Regions from separate parts of the Gasterosteus aculeatus genome. Here region 2 is linked to region 1. A link is a contact called in public Hi-C data. All regions are on one chromosome and are shown on one strand. The core of a region is the stretch at or near the end of the contact, and the rest is flanking DNA. Distances in the headings are between cores, read along the strand shown.

What was found. A called contact is a pair of places that touch in the nucleus more often than the background predicts.
Region 2: a contact with region 1 is called in a Hi-C map of whole body, with 1.5 times the contacts expected there. The contact joins the enhancer-like site here to the promoter of fbrsl1 in region 1. A contact is called at or near these places in 2 of 6 Hi-C or Micro-C datasets (skeletal muscle and whole body).

Annotation. Positions count from the first base shown.
Region 1 is chr13:16,925,131-16,930,464 of fGasAcu3.hap1.1, reverse strand. It overlaps fbrsl1 (fibrosin-like 1), which reads right to left and starts at 2,492. Exons shown (of 19, transcript XM_078087546.1): 1 at 929-2,492. The coding sequence starts at 1,234.
Region 2 is chr13:16,968,479-16,973,812 of fGasAcu3.hap1.1, reverse strand. All of the region lies in intron 1 of fbrsl1 (fibrosin-like 1), which reads right to left. Among protein-coding and RNA genes, the nearest start is that of fbrsl1, 43 kb to the right of the region's middle. Within about 2 kb of position 2,357, at least 7 of the 9 cell types and tissues checked have open chromatin away from gene starts, as enhancers often do.

The DNA of each region.
Region 1 (5,334 bases), core at 1,243-3,742:
AAATCTGTATTGGAGCATTATACTGACTAAGCACTATGTAGGCGGCAAGAGTCAATCGTGACTGATTAATACCGCTAAGCCCACATGGGAGGTTGTCATTGAAATGAGGTCATCATCTTAAAATATACAGACTTCAGTGGGCTGGCTGCGTTTATCAAAGCTAGTGATTTATGTTTCAACCACTGTAGTACTACAGTTCCCACAACCAGCCATGGAAATAAAAGCACCAGCCTACACCTGCCTGCTTTGTCAGTCAGCCTGACGTCCCACTGGGAGCAATGGTTTATCGGTCATTTGGAAAACAATGGAGGTAAAAGAGACAAGAGGAAATCACAAGAGAAGCTCCTTTGTTCCTAAAATCATTCACACACACACACACACACACACAGAACGGTGATGACAGAGACGCCGTTACCAGCACGCGCCGTATCAGCCTGTAACAGATCAATGGCACTTTATTAAAAGAGCAAAATGTCAAGAGTGCACTGACAGCGAGCAGTGAATCACAACTTCCCTCAACATCACCAACATCTCACCCACAAAAACCTTCAACTTGCAATATCGCTCAAAGAGAGTCGTGTCCAACAGCATCATCTCAGGGACCCCCAACAGACACATTCCAATCCAATCAACATGGCTCACATATTGAACCAATATCTGTGTGTGTGTGTGTTGGGAGGGGGGGGGGGGCTCCTCTAAATCAGAAGTTTAGGAGTCATCCTTATTCAGTGTAATTGACATCCTCTTGAGTCAATTAGAGAAGAATTGGACTAGTCCTCGCATTGCTGGAGTGGGGGGTTAGGGGGGGGGGGGGGGGGGGCTCAAGGAGCCCCTCTTTGAGAACCACTCCACTGTTGAAGAATGCTGCAGACCCCCCCACACACACACACACACACACACACACACACACAGGTAACCCGTTGCTTACCTCCAGGCGGTCCAGGCTGATGAAACTGGCGATAGCAAATCCATCAATGATGTCCTCCTCCTGCGAGCTCGACTCGCGTCTCTTCCGCCGGGGGGGACGCGGGGCTCTGGCGGGGGCCGCGGGGCGCGGCGCCTTCTTGCCGGGCAGCGAGGCGGCGTCCCTCCCCGGACTGTGTCCCTCCCTGTCGGAGCAGGAGGAGTTGGGGTCGGGGCTGCGGCGGGCGTCTCTGCTTCCCGCCTCCCGCAGCCTGCGCACCCGCTCCCGCTTGGTCCGGCATCTCCGACCCGGCTTCAACGCGCCGTCCATGCTGTCGGGAGACGGAAGCTCGCGGTGTCCGGAGACAAATAGCAACGCAACAACTCCACGGCGCGCGACCACCGGACTGACAATTGTAGGCTGCGCTGCAACGTAGACGACGGCGCTGCGTGTGTGTGTGTGTGTGTGTGCGCGTTTCGATAACAACACAAAAATACGGCCGGGTAGCACTCAATGACCTTGGGCACACACCTCCCCGATCTCCATTTACGATGAGCCCAAATGTTCAGGTGCCCCCCCCCGCTCGGGCGACGCGACGCGGATCCACGCGCTATTCTCGTCACGAATCGGCGGCGTGTCGACGCGGCGTCCGCCGAAGCAGGTGCAAAAAAAAAAAAAAGAAAAAACGGCGAAATAGTTGAAATCCGCGAGGCGTCACGGCCGCGCTGTAACTTTTTGTTTGCGTGGGAATAACAAGGAGCGGTGGTCGGAGCCCGGCCTCGCTGCGTGGCGCAGACGAAGCAGGGAAATCATGTCGCTGCCCGTTGTTGTTTTCCACCGCCGCCGCCCCCCCGACCCATGATCCAGGGGGGGGCTGTCAAATAAACGGCTCCGGGATACGATCCGTCCCGAGAGCGAACGTTAGCACGGTCCCCTCATCGACCGCTCGCCGCCCGAGGAGGGAAGAAGCAGCGAATTCTCCCCGCGGGAAAGAACGAAGAAACACCCGCGTTCCTCTCCCCGCTCCGGCGGTCTGGACGCTACTTCAGCGCAATATTCGCTAAATACTCCGAAAGCCTCCGAAACGAGACAAGCATCCAGTGTGTGTGTGTGTGTGTGTGTGTGCGCGCGCGGTTGTGTGTGCGTGCAGCCCAAACTCCGTGAGGCGGTGAAGCGGTCTATTCCAGTTTAGATCACGTAGAGTTTCCTATAAATCCGCTCCGTCACTTCGCTGCTCACTTTGCTCCGGGGGCTCGTGGGACTTTCTCCTTTTCTCGCTCTCTCTCTCTATTCGCATAAAACGGCTTTGATAAGTGTCCTTAAAGCGACAGGAGTGATTACAATCTCCCCCCCCATCCCTCTCCTTTCTCCCCTCAATCCGAAATTAAGAGACGCGGTGGCGAGAGCCCACGTCGATGACGTACTTCCGCCGCCTCTGGTTCGCACTCCGGCGTAGGAAGGAAACTGGTGTAAAAAAAAAAAAAAAGAAAGAAGAAAAAATCCTTCTCTTGCACTATTTGAGTCTGTCTGTCTGCGAGAGCTGATGCCACATCGCGATTGTCCCACGGACTGTTGTCACTGGCACACACACACACACACACACACACACACACACACACACACACACACACACACACACACACACACAGACGTCATCTATCAGGCTTTGACATCTTCCCCATTCTGTCCATGTTGGACATCACACACACCAACTCTGGCCGCGCCTTCGCTTTTTTTAATCAAACCCATATGAATGTCTAAAATGCTTTGTTAACATACGGTTATATTACGCATTATATTGGCGTTGATGGTCAAAAGTCAAAGGATCACTGCACCACATTCAATCCATGCTGCAAACAACAGTATGCGAGCTTGTATAGGCAGCAAATAAAAGTGTAATGTATGAAACAGTTGGAAAGAAACAATCTGTACATGACTCTTCTACCGTCCTTCCTCTTTGTCACACTGTAACACACACAACGTATTCACAACATCAAACTCAGCCTAGAAAGATTAAAGAAATTAAACATTGCATTTTACGTTAAATTACGAAGGACATTTATAAAACATCTAATCGAGTTCCAGATGGCAGGGAAGAGGTTCCTCCTTTGTAAATGCCTGGTGAGTATTTGCATCATACTTTGTTTATTTGGTAACTTCCTCTCTCGCTCTGAGCAGTAAATGCACCTCGGTCAAGGTGTGAATCTTTTATCCCACATTTTAATTCCCGGCAAGACGCCTTTCACTGAATCTAAAACGCCACCTGACATCATCAAGCTGCAGTACTGTGGCAGAACCTCAACGCATGCATTTAGACAACCCATTGGAATCGACCGAAAAGACGAGTGTGACATGCAATGCAAGGATGAGATGAATCCAAGTCATGGACGAGGCGAGGACACGCTCATGGTAAACAACCTCATCCCGTTGAGTCAGCGGCTCGTCCTGTCTGATGAGAGAAGACGCCTGTGAGCTACGTACATCCGGCCGGTTAACACCTCTCATCACTGAGAGAAGCACTGATGATGAACACTTAATATCACAGGCTTACTGGTAATTATCTCACGGGAAGGTGTGCGAGAAGGAGACAAAACATCTACTACTAGCAGCGAAAGCAAAGCGGCGAGCGCCAGGCAGAAGTGTTCAGGCAGTGTTCAGGCGGCTCAGGTGTGGGAATGTTCTTTCCTGTGGAGAATCTTCTGTGAAACTGCGAGCCGGGGCACCGAAATGCAAAAACGAAAGTACTTTTATGCAAACGCTGTGTGCTGCGGGTGGGGGGGAATTAATCCTCGAGACGCTGAGCCACGGCTGCGCTGGGAGCCGAAGGGAGGCGGCCTGTCACGCTTTTATGATGTTTAACGCGTCAGAATTGTTTTTCTTTGCCTCTGCCACCTCGATAAGGGATCATCCGGTGTCGTCAGCGTCGGGGGGGTGCTTCTTGTTTCTTTTCTGTTGAGATTTTCCACCTTCGATTCGAAGAGTGTGCTGCGTGTACGTGGGATTGAGAGGTGAAGGATCTGATTTAAGCGATACATTTCTTTTTTTTTTTTTATGAAAAAAGAAAAAAGGAATTCTCCTCAAGTACACAGTGTGTCCTCAATCAATAAGCCCAGATTTCACAGTAGAACACAAGAAAGCTGGAAGACACAAATCCCCACGAAATAAATTCTCTTGGTCTCACATCATAAATTGTGCACAGTCAGTATCGAGACTACATTCGCCTATTGTGGAAGCCATCTCTCAGCTGCCTTAAGGTATCGTCATGGCTCAACTGGCAGATTTTGTGCCGCTTTGCAAACCTTTGCCAGACAAGAACATCAATATTAAATCATTGTGCCCGTGCATGTTTTATTCTTTCTTTTTTTATGTCAGATGCCAGCTTTTTCCAAAGCCTCGCTCACTAAAACATATATGGAAATAACATCAATATGGCAAAAAAATCATAGTTAAAGTGTTTTTTAACACATTCGTCAAGATTACGATTGATGATCGCTAACTCTGTCAATTTGTCACTTTTTCCGACAAATTATTCCATTAATTTTGTGCCAATATTTTTTAAACAGGCAGCAGCAGCTCACATGAGAAACTAGCCGCGGTGGCAGCCAGCTGTTTTTAATATGGAGTTGTTGGATTCTAAATGAGACATCTTAGTTTGCTGCCCGAGCTGTCAGTGAAGAATCACTGCGAGGGAAAACATACTGTAAGTCCTTTGCCTGTGGGGCCTCCCGGCCTCCTCCGCGACACATCATGGGGTAATTCACTGGTTTGGTGGCAATTTACAGGCAGACTCAACAAGAAACTCGCCGGGGGCCCCGGAGCAACAAGCTCCTCTCCTTCTCTCTCTGGGGAAACCATGGCCGGGCTGTAGGAATCGCCCCGCGAACCACCGCATGAAAAATTAACCCGCTCGCTCCAGAGACAGAGAGATTACACATCCTGCCTGACTGAGAGCCTCCGTGCACGCCGCCCTCATATCTCGTCCTCTCCTCCCCCGCCGAGGCTTTCTTCATCTCTCTCGCTCTCTCTTCCTGCGTGCTATCTGCGCGGCCCGTGTTATTTCGATCTAATGCAGAGCCCGCGCGCCGCATCTTTGCTTCAAAGGCAACAGCTGTTTGTTTCATGTTGAACATGGATGATTATTTATAAGCGCGGCAGATATTGCATGGGAAATCTAAAAATGTCCCTGGCCTGTGCCTGCAGGTGCCACTGAATCGTGAATGAATCACAGCTTTATTGCGGAAAGTAAAACAGAAGTCCTCTGCTTAAATGAGTGAGGCAACAACAGCGGATTAGTCAAGAAACTGATAGGAAGGGCAGCGAGGTGTCAATAATTCAATGCGGGAGGTTGTAAACCTAAGTGCCTTTGGATACGTCATACCCCCGTGGAGCAAAGTTTAATCAAACAGAGAGATTGGCCCCACAGCTGTGTG
Region 2 (5,334 bases), core at 1,108-3,607, 43 kb before region 1:
ACCGGGAAGAAGATAAAGAGAAGGATATGAAAATGGTGACAGGAGAAAAGAGAACACTGGGCAATCCGCTGCCTGACAACTCACTCCTGAGCCGTGTAACTAATTACTGGAGATGATGGAACGGGGGAGGGAGGGAGGGTCACTACAGTGCAACTGCTAAGCACTATGTCCCATGCAGTCTTTCACCCTGTTTCTCATGACCATCCACTGAAGGCCGAATAGATACCATCATCATTATTTCTCTCCAACACACTTTGAGAGAAAAAGGGCTGCGAGTTGTAATAGGACGTGACACTGGTTCAACGGGGGTTCAAATGTGTGTGTCCTGCTAGATGAGGCGTTGCAGGGGTCAGTAACATGGGAGTACAGCTTACACTATGGTTTTTCTTGGTAAAGTGCCATGTCACACTGAAGGCAGGAAAGTGGTGCTAATCCTGCAGCAGATCCACAAGTATCCTTTGAAGTTATAAACAGAACAGCACTTCACTCTTTTATTGTTTATCAAGTTCTCTTGGTTTGCAAAGAACAATTTTACCCGGTCCTGTTTTACCTGAATATATAAATGTTGCCCATGGCAGGAATAATACTGGAATAATACAGTATCAAGCTTATCTTATAGTCTATATATTTAACACTTCTGAACATTTGCATATAGTCGTATTATTCGGATTTTAGGTTTTTGTTCAATTATTAAATTCTTTCTTTCTCCATTTCATTTTTACCTAGTTCTCACATGAGGCCTCCCAACCAAAGCTGTAAGAGTGAATGTTAGGTAATTGGTATAAAATAATGTGTGTTGATTTTATAAACAAAAAAAGGGACAATTTACATTATTTATACAGTGTCAGACTATTTTGTAATGCATGTACATACACGTAGATGAGAATTGAGTAATTATTTGACTAATAATATTCATAAAGGCACATTAAGTATAAAACCACACGCAGTTTAACCATGGAAATACCCCCAGATCTGTGCCATCTGTGCACATCTTTAATAGAGACCAGAGGGTCTGTATGTTTTGCTGTTATTACACACACACACACACACACACACACACACACACACACACAGAACCTTGAATCTACATATCTACGTATTTAATGGTAAAATATTCTGCTCTCCAGGGTGCTTCTTGTATGAATCTGAAACAGTTGGAAGACCAAAATTTCTCCAAATGCAAACCTCATACACGTTTAGACACATTTAGACACGGACAACCCTGCAGAACTGTATTAATGTAAGTGGACTAATAATGAAAAGCATTTGAGAAGCGATGTTGGAGGAATTAAATTAATGAATGAGGCAGAGGAATGAATAAAAAGCTAGTGGACGGAGGAAATGAAAGCAACTCTTAATGAATCACTTAGTTATTAGTTGAAGTGGCCCCTATTATCCTCCGCTATGGGAGAAACCTTTCACTTGACTGCGTAACCGGCGCCTGCACAAGCTGCCTCCGCGTGGGAAGCAGCCTGTCAGTCATCTAGTGGGGAGCACAGCGTCGGGGGGCCCGGTGCGAGGGTCCCAGTGGGTCTGAATGATGTCTCATCAGCCGCTGCAGTGTACGAGCGGCGATGTGAGGCCAGGCTGATGGGCCGCCGCGTCCGCTCGCCCGCTACGCCACGCAAGTGTGGTGAGGTGCGAAGGCGGTTTAGTCAAGATGTCTCCCAAGACCAGAAACAAAAGGCTGCAATGGGAATAGCTCCATGAACTTAAATCGTCCGAGGTGGAAACCTGAATTGTTTGCGGTGCCACTAACAATTTACCGTCAAGAAATGAAATCTGGCTGGTGGAGTTTCTCTTCCCAGGATCCCGTTGTGATCCGCCTTGTTCCTATTGTGTGCGTATAAAGTGCATGCATGCACGGCACGAGAGCCCGCGCCGCTGCCACTCCTACAGCAGCAGTGGCTGTGCGCCTCTGGTCTCGCTGCCTTCCCGGTAATGAGGAATGATCCCTCCGCCTCCCGTGGAGGAAGGACATGTTTATACAGCTCCTGCTCTCAGGCAGCGAGGGGAGAAAAACAGATTACAGAAGCACTCTGGTCAAATGTCAACACAACACCGCATAAGTAGCAAAAAGACACACATCAAAAGCGGCGGCGGGAGTGTGAACAGGCGGCTGGCGCTTAGCGAAACCAGCTGAAGACAAACAAATCTTTGAGGTTACAAATAGAGTAAATTTCCTCCTTGTTGACCCTTGCTCAGCCGCGGCAGGCAGAGGATCTACTTTAACACGGGGCGGCGGAACGGTGCCCGGGCAATGGTAACCAAAATAAAATACAAAACAGCTGCCAACTCATCAGGAAGCCCTCGTGAAGCCCTGCGTGAGAGGAGCAGGTTTGTTTGCGGGGGCAGCGTTTCATTACAGGAGCCCCCCCTCTGTGAAAATGAAGAGTGGAATCAGAGCAGAGGGCTAACGGTGACTCATCTCGCCGCCTTTCTCTTTTTTTCCTATCGCAACTCGACTGCTAGCATGATGAAATAATCACAGCGAATGGGCACTCCTGCACAGCCAGACATCCTGAAATCTGCCTGCTTGGAGGCAAAGGAGCAGCGCTTGGCGAACAGCGAGCGGGAAAAGACAGATTTGGCCGGCCCGGCTGCACAGGCCGGGTCGCCTCGAATCACACGCGCCGGCTCTCGATGGGTCCGTGCGAAATTAACAACACGTGTGGCGGCAAGGCCGATGAATAGCCGCTCACTCGCGCGGCTTGCCCCGAGTACGAGGGCGCCAATCTACTGCGGCGATAGAAAGGGGGGGACTAAAAGGAAAGGAAAAGAAAGGGAGAGGGAGTGAAGACGGAGCGGTGGTGTACAACAGTGGGCCCAGCCAAAGGTGGAGTGTCTGGGCAGATGCCAGATCACAGACAAACTAGGCACAGCGACAGTGTCCCCCCCCCCCCCCCCCCTCCCCGCTGCCTCCAGCCAGCTGTCACTGCAGATAAACACGATGCGCTCCTCTCTGCAGCAGCGGCACGCTGCGATGTGGAATCGACAGCTGATTGAGCCTCACAACCCTTGAGGAGCCGAGGGAGAGACGCTCCGGGGTCAATCTGCTGAATGGAACGGATCGTTGTTTGGATGGCTCGGCGTGTGGGACGAGTGGACAGAAGAGAATAAAGTATGCACAGACACAGGAACCTGGACTCAGGACTGATTTGGGTTAGAAATCCTTGAGATCAAAAGCTTACTGGGCACAAGAGCAAGTATGCGGGTATTTCCAGCATCCCCAAAAATAGTCTGAGATCAAATCCCCAGAGCTCATGCGCAGCTCGTCTCCACGTCTTTTCTCCCGTGTGAGACGTCCCCGCCGCCCAAAATCGTCTTCCCGACACTCATTCGCTGATACACTTTTCTCCATCAATACCGGCGCAATCACCTAATACGCTGGTCTAAGATGCATCCTCGCCCTTCCGAAGCCCTCGCACGGCCGCCTTCTGCCCCAGTCTTTCCGAGGGGCGTTGCGCAGCGAGCGGTAGATCAGCAGTGTGCGCTGGTCCTGACTGCCTGTTTACGTTTTTCACAGGGAAAATTGGCAGCTGCAGAGCGTCCGGGCCTGCCAATGCAAGCCCAGGCCTCGCCTGACCCGGCTTTGTGTCTCTTTGCTCAAAACTTTACGCTGCCTCAATAAAAAAAAGAAAGCAATACTGCACGTAGTTATGTTTACGGGCCAATGAGGGGAACCATGTGTGTCTTGCTGTCTGGGGAGCAGCTCCGACCCCCGTCCGCTCCGTCTCCCTCCCTCGGCCTGGTTAATGACATCTGGCTACGGGCTTTTAAAAGGTCTATTCCCCTCATGTCCGGTGACTTAATATTCAAACTGCCTTTAGAAAACCGGCGCTGCCAATCCTGTGATCATTTCTCAGCCGTCAAGCACCTCATTTTATCGCTATTACATTTTGCTGAAGCGATACAACTCGGCGCACCCCCTCCTCCTCTTCCACCTCTCCCCCTGTCCCCCTCCCGAGTGCCTCTCGCAGCCAAGGAAGTCATCAATTCATTGCAATCTGCTGCTTGTACCATAAATACCTGTATAGCTGACCCTGACCAGACCTATTGCTGCAGAGCCGGATCTAGATTAGACGAAAGGCTCCCGTGCGCCGTCATTTGAAGAAGTCATTTTTTCTGCATGTGGCTGCTGCGGCTCTCCGTGCAGACCGGAGCCTTCCGGTGTTTGTTTTCAGACTGCTCGGGAACACACGGCGGGTGGGTTTACGCCACACAGAACGTAAAAGTATATTAAATCATCCGTCAAACCGTATCCAACCGGTCCTGGCGCAGTGAACCGAGTTAAGAAGTTGTTTGTAGTTTTCGAAGATGTGAAGCACTTTTTCCACTCTTGAGATAATGCTGGATTCCTGGATAAAAATTGTCTTTTCTCTGAGAGAAATTACATTACATTACATTACATGTCATTTAGCAGACGCTTTTATCCAAAGCGACTTACATTACACTTTAAACCCATGGCTTTTTGGGACACTTCGACATGGAACAAGTGGCAGCCTGGAATCGAACCACCAACCTTGTGCTTCCCAGCACACCTTCTCTAACCCCTGCGCCACAACGACCCCCGTAGAAATGAAAGTGAACCATTAAATACTTCCATCAAACAAGATTTATGAATATGCATAGTATTGTATTCATTTTTTTCTTTAACAACTGTCACACAAATAACAACAAATAACGCTGTACAGATGTGATATGATTGTTGTCATTGTCGTACGGCTAAAATAAATGCCTACAATACGCTCTCGATAAGCACCTGCTCAATCAGTAAAGCACATGTACAACTCTAAGAGAAAGACGGCAGTTTTCTTTTCTTTTTCTGCTTTTCCTGTTAAATGAGCCGGTAAATGATACGATAGCGTGAGGGTGGATTGATGCGGAGGCTCGAGGACTCGCTCACACCTGTTGTCACAACATCTCCAATACTGTACAACTCCAGAAGCTTTTAACACTTTTCAGTCGTCAGCAGTCTTTTTGTCACTGTGGCAGCAAAGCAAAGTCAATCGCACAATAATCTCACTGGCAGGGCGACATTAAGGCTACAGAGAACCTACGTTTAATGGAATGCAACATGGCAGCTCCTTTTTTTAACGACAACACCATCCAGTCCAACTGACGATGTGTCACAGAGGCTTTTTACTAAACAACACAGCTGAAGATGTTATGAAGGAAAGGCGAGATCCCAACAGTGAAAAGAGCAAACATGTAGTATTGATTAGACACCTCTGACTCAAGATGCACGGGTGTCTGAACTTCCTAAAAGCTAACGGCAAGAAGGCAAATTCTTTATTCTCCGCAAATGAAACCAACAGTCTGTTGACAAATCAA